3 separate regions of the Mus musculus genome follow, and all the other regions are linked to region 1. Evidence: chromatin contacts called from public HiChIP or PLAC-seq data. All regions are on one chromosome and are shown on one strand. The core of a region is the stretch at or near the end of the contact, and the rest is flanking DNA. Distances in the headings are between cores, read along the strand shown.

Region 1 (3,048 bases), core at 263-2,762:
TGTTAAAGGTACACATCTTCCATAGTTTTTAAACAAGTCTGGTCAGTATGTTACTGATCCTTGGGTACTCCTTTAGCAACATTTCATTTTGGGTGCCTTACTATTTCCTAACCAAGGTTAGCCGACCATTTATTTATAGCATTAGCTTGGCCTGTTGTTTCCACTTCCTCCTAGATCCCTGCAAGGAAACAAATGGGGAATAAAAGAAAGATGATGGGAGGGGCCAGTGGGAGGGGACTGCAGCTGAGTATGGGGTAGCATCTGTGTGGCTGGGGAGAGGGAGGAACCAACTTCCTAAGGATCCATCACTGCCTTCTCTCCTGCCTGTTGGTGAAAGCCTGGGGTACCTCGGGAGGCGTAGCAGGTCTTCACCGGTCAGACACCTTAGAAGCCATTCCTAGATGTCACATAAGCCTGATGAACCCCTTAACCTTGGGCTCCCCTGGAATGCCAAGTCCAAATAAGACCTCCTCCCTTCCACCCCAGCATTCTGATTGCACAGCACCCTACAAGAAGATCCCGGGAGCTGGGAAGGGCATCGGTTTGCATGACCAGGGGAGCTCTAGCAGGCAACAGTAGCTGTGCCCCTGCCGGCTCCCTGGGGGCCAGGTGGGTTTTCCTCTTCTCCTTCCTCCTGGTGTGATCCAGGCCCAGTAAGTCTCCCTTTCATTGTGTCCTGACAAATAGATGGTGTGTGTTTTCTTTTCGCATTCTTTTTAATGGCCTGGACTATCCTCCAGTGCCCCAGCTGTGCATGTCAAACAAAATGTATTGGGGTCAGGCGGATTCTCACACCACACTGAACTGCACACCGTGCAAACAAAAAGCACTCATTTCACTACATTGTACATGCTCGAGAACGCTATACTAAGGGACTGGTGTAATTACTGCACTAGCCACTGGACTGGGCACAGGCTACAGCAATCTCTCTCTCTCTCTCTCTCTCTCTCTCTGTCTCTCTCTCTCTCAATTTTCAAATATAGTTATACAAAGTGTCCCTGTATCTAAACGTCCTATGCAAATACAAACATCTTACAAAGCGCACACAGATAAAATCAGCCCAGGTTGATGTACCCTGAGCAGGGAGCTCTGTGCCGTGTGACCTTTAGAGACAAGACAGAGCACATGTAGAGAAATGGAGATTTTTTTTTTATGTTATAAACAAAGGTGCAACCCCACAGAGAGTGTGTGTGAACTCTCTTCAAAGAAGGGCACACTTTAAACCTGGAGGAAAATAAGAAGGCAAGCTTCCTGTTTCAGGAAGAGGAAGAGGAAGCTTTCAAACGTGTAACAAGGCAGGTGGCCTCAGGAAACTGAGAAAAGGGTGCGTGGAAATATACTCTGATTGCCGCTGTGGCATTTTAAAGAAACAACATTTGTGTTTTGTTCCATAACTAAGTGAAAATCAGCCGAAGCTTTGGGGAAAGTCCGCTTGTTTGAAGCAAGGCCACCGCGGCTTGCTGCCTCTGGCTTTTGCTCTGCAGGCAACCAGCTCATTCTGCAGCCTGCTGGAGCAAAGACCCACACAGCTGAGGACAGATGTGGCTACAATGCCTCGGGAAACCGCCACAGGCTCACACACCTGCAGGTGACATCACCGCTCTATCTTACCCCAGAAATCTATTAGCATGCAGAAACAGGTGTCAGCAAACCCAACCCCACTCTTAGAAAGCATTCGGCCTCCCCAGCCAGAGAGTGGAAACTGTAAACCTGAGGCTGAACTCGCACTTGCCTGCAGAACGGAGCACCACCCCCACCCCTTACCCCCAATCCACAACTCAAACTTCCTAGGACAGCTGCTTCCCCATGTACAAAAGACTCCAGATGCAGCCACAACAACAGCAGGGAGAACTCCTTCCTCTGGATATTGTTTTTTCCTCTGAGAAATGTTGTCTCTGGTTTCATTTTGTTTTATTCTTGTTTCCCTGCGCTGTAGCCCAGGCTGGCCTCTAATTCGAGGTCTTTCCCTATGATTTCCCAGAAGTGGGTCACTACATCTGGTTAGAATCTTGTCTTTTCTCTAGCAAAAAATAGTTAATGCCTGTTAGTCCTTCCCAACCTCTAGCTCTCGAAGCAGCCTTTTCCCTTGAATCCAGGCCCAAGTATAAGGGAGGGCTTCCGCACATTTAGATCATTAAATATCCATGTGTGTCTGAGATGTTTGAAATAGTCCAGCAGACAAAGGGGTGACTAGTGAAGACTTAACCCTGGTAAGAGTCTGAGAACTGCAGGAACCGGGGAAGAAAGTGGAACTCGGCTGTCACTTTCTTTCGTGTTTGAGATTGTCTTTAACAAAAATATTTTTTAAATGTGTAGTAATATTTCCAGTTATTCGGCCTCACCCCTCCTCCCTTCCTCCTTTGTAACAGAGCCCTCTTTTTTGTTTTTTTAATCCGCTCTGCTCTGCTCTGTTCTGTGGATCTGCTGTGCTTCACTAATCCAGCCATAGGCATCCAAGTCCTCACCGGTGACAGCCCTAGAAATGACCACATGGCTTTCTCTGATGATCTGAAATGAGAGCAAGTCTCCTGAAGGGTTTCTGGAAAAGGTTTCCATCTACTAAAAAGAAAGAAACGTAGAGGAAGGCATGGGTCCTCCTCAGCTGCTAAATCCCATTACATATGCATGTGACAGCAAGGACCCCAGCGGCCATGTTGTGACCACAAAGGAGTCAGTCAAGACAAAACTGACAGCTCGGGGGCTGCAGAGAAGAAAGATCAAAGCTACCCTGGTCCTTGAGGATGTCATTGAGCCACAAAATAACCACGCCGAAACTGCTCCACTTCAGGGATCATTAAGTGAGAAAACAGTACAGTTACTGTTTACAGCGTGGAGCCAGGGGTTCTCTTGACTCGCAGTTAAGTTCATAATGCCTGACATAAAGCAGTTGGGGGAGAAATGGAAGAAACAATGAAAGAAGACTCTGAATTCCATCAGCATCATGAGTCTGGGCAAAGCCATAGCCGTTGTGATCGTGCATGAGAGCTAGATTTCCATTGCATGTCTCCTCATGGGTCTTACGGTAGTCTCTCTTTCTCTCTCTCTCTC
Region 2 (3,048 bases), core at 195-2,694, 620 kb before region 1:
CCTGGGGTCTGTTATATATAATTCCTCATCTACAAAAAACGGGCCAAGAGGGGCTGGAGAGATGACTCAGTGGCTAAGAGCACTGGCTGTTCTTCCAGACGGCCTGGGTTCTGTTCCCAGCACCCATATGACAACTCACAACCATCAGTAACTCCAGTCGCAGAGTTTCTTACACCCTCTTCTGGCCTCTGAAGACACTGCATGCATGTGGTACACAGACATGCATACAGTTAAAACACCCCTACATATAAAAATAAATAAACATTTTACAAAAATGAGCTGGGAGAACCAGCCACACCTAAGGTGGCGTGGTCATGTTTTGAGAGACCATTAGCCAGAAGGGAGACTCTCTGTGTAGGTGACCTCCTTAAAGATACTGTTCTCAACCAGTAAGGTTCCTTGATGCACAGTCCCTGATCATGGTGCAGGCTGCTCTTCTCCGTGGAGCTGCCTAGGCAATCCCTTCATAACCCTGCCCGCGCATCTTCTCTGCATCGCTAACTCCTTACTGCTTTAGCAGTGAGGTGCTTATTGCACCCAGCAGTTGGTGTGCAGGGAGCAGAGACCGTCTGTTGGCAGCCTGACACTTGTAGGCAGCTGAACCGAGGAGCCTAGCAGCTCAGGTGATGGAGGGGAGGCTTTCTGTGCTTGTTTCCTGCCCTTCCCCCTGCTGTGAGGAGACTGACCGTATCCCTAGTTCCTTATAGGCCATCTATATTGGGCAGTGTTGAGGAAAAGGAAGTTTTCTGTGTTCAGAGAACCATGCAATACAATTTTTGGAAGCTGCACTTGGCTTGAGGTCTGGCTCCAGTTTTGTCAGGTGTGATCCCCAAAGGCCTGAGCTAGGTGTTACAGAACACGACAACTCACTGTGGCACTGTTTCTAACGTGAAGGTGGTGTTTGTCCGGCTCCTGTATCCTCTTAGACAGATGGCCTTGTCACAGTTGCCCATCCCACAGAGAAAGGGTCTTGACTGGCACCCAGTATGAACCCTCTCCCATCAGGAGGCTGCTAATTCCAAGCCTGAGCACAGAACCCTGCTAGCTAGAACACTTTGGTGCCCTGCACACACACACAGCATGTAGGCTGTTCAGGCCTCTCAGGATGCATCTCTACACAGCGCTCCCTAGTGGACAGAGGAGGCCCAGTTCTTCACATCTGCTCAGTGATATCTCAAAAGAAATCTCTCACCCAGTCTCTAAGGTGTGGCACTTGGCTGCTGGGAAAAGACACAGTTTATCTGGCAACTAAAATTGTTTTGCAAGAGGTTCCCACAATTATGGTCTGAGGGAGGGTCCCTGCCAGCTTTTCTTAGTCACTTGGGCTTAGTGGGGGGAGGTGGTTTTTCTTTATTTTGTTCTGAAGGCAAAAGCCATCTGGGGGCAGGGTAATTACCCTGAGCCAGGGAGACAAAGGGACTGCAGTTCTCAGCTCAGCTGCAGGTGGCTGAGAGCTCTGGTTGGAATGTCACAAAGTACCCAGGTTGAAGGGTGAGTCAGAAATCCTTAGGTCACTTGTGGTTTTCTTTCATGGTTTTGCTGTGACTAGTCACTTGTTTTTACTTAGCAAGAACAACAGATGTTTGGGTGTCTGAAAGAGCACTGCCTGCCCCCTGTAGTCCCGGGGCTGCCCCAGTCTGGTAGAGAGGAGATACACTGAACATGAGACCCAGCAAGTCACTTACAGTGCCAATGTGAATCGTAGATAAGCAGTGGGCATCCCTGGGCACCGATAACGAGCCAGGCTTCTGTGGTGCTCAAGTTAGCTTGGAGTGGAGGTATCAGATCATTTATTTGAGTTACTCACCTTACTGAGCCAGTCCTCTGGACCCTCTCAGCCCCATGGAAGCAAATCCCTGCCTCGGAAGTGTGTGTGTGTGCTCAAATCTTGGCTCTGCTTCTGTATAGAAGCCAACATCTCTCACCTCAAATTCTGTTGCTCCTTAGATATAGAGTATATGTTTAAGCTCTGCATTGGGATTCTTTCCACCTTGTTGGGCCTCCAGACACTGGACAGCTGTTATTACCAGATGCAGACACTCTTGTGACTAACAATAACAGACTGACTAGAACCACTGTCTTCTGAGGTGCAGGGGCCTCCGGCCTCCTTTGCTGCTCAGGCCTGAAGTGGGATTTTTCAGGGTTTCCTTAAAACAAAAGGTGAGGCTTCTCTGCACTCTACAGAAGGGAAAGGGAAAGGACACACCAGCTTGGGCCCTTCGCTGCAGGTCTCCGAGTGGTTGCCGTTTGCTAGTGAAACAGAGCAGAAGCAAAACTGGGGATTAAAGCTGGCTCTTTCACCACCGTTCTCACCTGTGGGCCTAGTTTACCTGTGGGCCTGGGGCTTTAGTCTGTAGTCGGACCATAGATGGGTTAGAATACCACAAGCGAGTGTTATGGTTTAAGGATGGTGTGTTTGAGCACTTGTGCCCAGCTGGTGGAGCTGTTTTGAAGGATTACAAAACTTTTAGTGGATAGAGCCTTGCTAGAGGAAGTGGGTCGTTAGAGAAACGGTCTTAAGTTTTTATAGCCAGGCCTCACCTCAGATCTGTCATCTGGTTCCTTCATGCACAGTGCGGCAAGATGCCTTACTCTCCCGCTGCCGGGCCTTCCTTGCCAAGATGGACTATCCTGACTCTTAGACTGTAAGCCAAGAGAAACCCTCCTACTTTCAAGTTGCTTCTTGTCCTGCATTAGGTCATAGCAATAAGAAAAGTAACTAAAGCTGGGAGTGGTGGCCCATGCCTTTCATCCCAAAACTCACGAGGCAGAGGCAGGCAGATCTCTAAGTTTGAGACCAGCCTGTTCTGGTCTACAGAGCAAGTTCCAAGGACAGCCAGGGCTACATAGAGAAATCCTGTCTTGAAAAAAAAAACACATAAAAGCAAAACGAAAAAGTAACTAATACAGTGACTGCTTACAGCATAACCTACTCTGGACCCTGCCACCAGGTCAATCACGAAGGCTTGAGGGGCTCTGGCACATAGGGCTCCTTCTCTGCTGCAGGAAATTTCAAATATCTAGTGTCTCACAGACGCACTACTGGGG
Region 3 (3,048 bases), core at 330-2,829, 530 kb before region 1:
TTTTATCAAAGACCATCTCAAAACATAATCAGATAGAATATTATAATCCCTGGGTCATGAGATCCACTTACGGTAACTGTGTCTCATCTGTAACCCTCCCCTTGCTGCTCTGTGGATGAGCTTAAAAAGCAAGTCCTACGTGCTGCATGACTTTGTCTGTAAAAATTTAGTGTACGCCTCTAAAATATAAGAACTCTTATTTAACTACAGTTCTCTCTCTCTCTCTCTCTCTCTCTCTCTCTCTCTCTCTCTCTGTCTTTCTCTCTGTCTCTCTCTGTCTCTCTGTCTCTGTCTGTCTCTCTGTGTCTCTCTGTCTCTATCTCTCTCCATCTGTGCACCCCCCTTGAGGCATAGTTTTTCTGTGTACCCTAGGCTAGCCCTGACCTTATGATCTTCTTGCCTCTGCCTCTGGAGTGCTAGAGATCTTAGTTCATGGAAAATTAAATTCAGTTAATGAGGTCTAAGCTTTTCCTTTATCCATAACCTTCTTGTTACTTTAGGCCTTAAATTACTCAATGTTGCTTAAAGCCTGACTTTTAGTCCTACCGTGGTCCTTCCAGAAGCCTCTCTGAGAACAGTTATGGGTGCTAGATCCCACGTCCAGAAGCCCACTCCTATAATACCAGTGCTGTGGGGCCTAAGGCAGAAGAATGCTGAGTTCAAGACCATGCACCAAAGAGTCAGGGCTCATCTAAAACAATGAATAATTAAATAAAAGGAAGTTAGAGGTATGACCTGAGATTGAGCCACCTAGACCTGCAGTCTGGAAGGAGCTGAGTCCCCAGATCTGCAACAACTGACCATGATGCTGTAAAGGCACCAGCACTCTTTCTAGGTTTCCATCCTTGTGGCTTACATGTGAGTTGTCTTTATTCATAGCTGTAGATGTGAACAACAACAAGGTTGACAGGACTGGAAACACAGCAGCAAGCAGAGGGACAAGGCATCTGTCAACAAGATCTATCTGGAAGAGAAAAAAGAAGGGCCATGGGTCCATGAGCCAGGTCTGACATCCAGAGAGGACAGCCGTGGCTTCCCAGACAGCACTCAGCTGTCTGTAGCAATGGCTGGAGGCCATTGATAGGAAGCTCAAGTAGTTTATAAATAAAGCAGTTTCTAAGTTGTAAATTGGCTAAATCCCTGCTAGCTGTGAGCAAGCTTAGGGGCTAGCTTGTGCTTGGTTTTGTTTTTGTTTTGTTTCAACATGGGGAATTGGATGCAGGGTGCTGCTACCCTATTCTCCAAGAGTCATGGAGAATGTGGTGTATGTAAGCTGTCTTCATGTGAGTCCTGATAGGGTTTTGGGAGGTGTGGAAGTAATATCCTGGACATCTGGCTGGCTTCTAGCTTACTGGATCTGGTGTTTTTAAGACTCTTTTTCCTTGAGGGTTAAGGTCAAGTGAGGTGAGCCTTTTCATGAGACTGGAAGACACCCTTACAGGAAGGAGGTGTTCTGGCAGCCTAATCCCATAGGTTGCATTACAATCAGTGAGTGTTTTGCTCAAGTGCCCGGCATCTTAGAGAAGTCATTTTCTTTCTGAGGGAGTGCTATCAGTTTCATGACTACACGCTCTGCATTTCATTAGCATTCTTCTAGCAAAACACGACTCTGAGTCATTTCTGAAATATCTGTTCTCGCCTGAGAGCTGTTTCTCAGTTTTTACAAAAAAGGTCTTTTCTACTTACCGGCAGAAAAGTTTAATACCACACAACACAACCTAAAATGGGTATACTGAGAGAGAGAGAGAGAGACAGAGAGAGGCAGAGAGACAGACAGACAGAGAGAACACCTATAGGCTGTGACTATGAAGCGATTCCTTCTCTGGCCTTCAGATTAAGGCCATGGGTGCCAGATGATGGAGCTAAGATTGGGTGTGACTCATGGGGGTAGAGTTTCATAATAGTGACATTGGACATGGTTGCTTTCTCAGATTTTAAGCCTTATCAAGGTTAAGAGGACACCAGTGAACAGGAGGGAGAAACTGGAATGAATGTCTAAGGAGCTGGTTAGTTCTGGCTCACTGCAGTCAAACATCAGTTATATTCAGCTCAGAGAGGCTGTGGCCCAGCCTGTCCCCTGTCCCTTGGGGACACTTCCTCTAGGAACCACATACACTGTTTCCCATTGTCCTAGATATTAATGTGTCTTCGTCAGCCATGGGCATCCATGTCTCTCTGTCTAGGTTTTGCTTCCCACCTGGAGGTCAACCATAATGGAGGACCACTGATATTGTCTGCTATACCCACCAGCCCCATCCACAGCTCTTGTGAAGGTCAGTCTTCATTCCCAGTGAGGAATGTCCATCTGCTCTGCAGAGCATGTGCCTTTGAGTCAGAGGCTTTTGTCCACCATTTCAGGTAGGGCTTTAACAAACTCAGCAGACTTCATATTCACAAAAGGTCTGTAAGAGCTTCTAGAATCCTCTGGTTCCCAGAGCTCAGCAGAGTGGAGTGAAAAGGAGTTGCTTTGCTTGGCTCTTCCACTGATGGGCGGGCCAGCTTTCCTAGGTAACAATCAGAGGCAGGACCTAAAGGATGGTTTTCATGATCACCTCTCATTCTCTTTAGTCAACCTGTAGATGTGACTGATTAGAAGTGTCCTAGGTTGGCCCTCCTAACCTTATATCACCACACACTCTGCGGGGTTCAGAGGAGACACTGAGGTTAGAGGAGCCCAGCAATAATAAACTTCTTGTTGTCATTCTGCGGAACAAAGAATGATCTAGAAATCAGGCACTGCATTAGAGAACACACAGGGCTCCAGAAAACCTCACCTCAAGAGGCAGACGCTAGCCCCTCTACTCTCCTTGAAGCAATTGCAGCCACGGGCCTCTCACCTGTGGAACAACACCTCTGTTAGCATGGCTCCCTGCCACTCACACTCATATCTTCAAGAGAAGGACCTAGAATTTCTTTGGCCCTTCTTAGTACTCTTCAATCAAGCTTGGATGCTTTAGTAAGCACCAACATGAGGCCACACCCTTCACCAGTATTACAGCAGGACAAACCCCACTCTAGGAGGACTGTCTGGAGTCACCTAAAGTCCAG

What was found. HiChIP or PLAC-seq counts read pairs in DNA pulled down with a chosen protein or histone mark.
Region 2: an H3K27ac HiChIP or PLAC-seq map of regulatory T cell precursor shows a contact between it and region 1, with 21 times the contacts expected there. The contact joins two enhancer-like sites. A contact is called at or near these places in 2 of 484 Hi-C or Micro-C datasets (bone marrow-derived macrophages and multipotent progenitors) and 6 of 115 datasets of contacts at active chromatin or transcription factors (acute myeloid leukemia, embryonic basal ganglia, epiblast stem cells and 3 more).
Region 3: an H3K27ac HiChIP or PLAC-seq map of regulatory T cells shows a contact between it and region 1, with 7 times the contacts expected there. The contact joins two enhancer-like sites. A contact is called at or near these places in 1 of 484 Hi-C or Micro-C datasets (bone marrow-derived macrophages), 7 of 115 datasets of contacts at active chromatin or transcription factors (CD8 T cells, SST interneurons, acute myeloid leukemia and 4 more) and 2 of 9 other capture datasets (adipose tissue and liver).

Annotation. Positions count from the first base shown.
Region 1 is chr2:127,926,240-127,929,287 of GRCm38.p6, reverse strand. The region is part of intron 9 of Acoxl (acyl-Coenzyme A oxidase-like); the gene reads right to left. Among named protein-coding and RNA genes, the nearest start is that of Acoxl, 73 kb to the right of the region's middle. Within about 2 kb of position 1,512, at least 49 of the 459 cell types and tissues checked have an H3K27ac peak or open chromatin away from gene starts, as enhancers often do. A contact at or near this core is called in CD8 T cells, epiblast stem cells, regulatory T cells and 1 more, where this site is marked.
Region 2 is chr2:128,543,132-128,546,179 of GRCm38.p6, reverse strand. The region is part of intron 1 of Gm39928 (a long non-coding RNA gene); the gene reads left to right. Among named protein-coding and RNA genes, the nearest start is that of Gm39928, 5.1 kb to the left of the region's middle. Within about 2 kb of position 1,444, at least 140 of the 459 cell types and tissues checked have an H3K27ac peak or open chromatin away from gene starts, as enhancers often do. A contact at or near this core is called in epiblast stem cells, regulatory T cells and regulatory T cell precursor, where this site is marked.
Region 3 is chr2:128,456,547-128,459,594 of GRCm38.p6, reverse strand. The region is part of intron 1 of Gm36154 (a long non-coding RNA gene); the gene reads left to right. Gm29010 (a long non-coding RNA gene) reads right to left here. Exons shown (of 6, transcript XR_374966.3): 4 at 857-964. Among named protein-coding and RNA genes, the nearest start is that of Gm36154, 8.4 kb to the left of the region's middle. Within about 2 kb of position 1,579, at least 56 of the 459 cell types and tissues checked have an H3K27ac peak or open chromatin away from gene starts, as enhancers often do. A contact at or near this core is called in CD8 T cells and regulatory T cells, where this site is marked.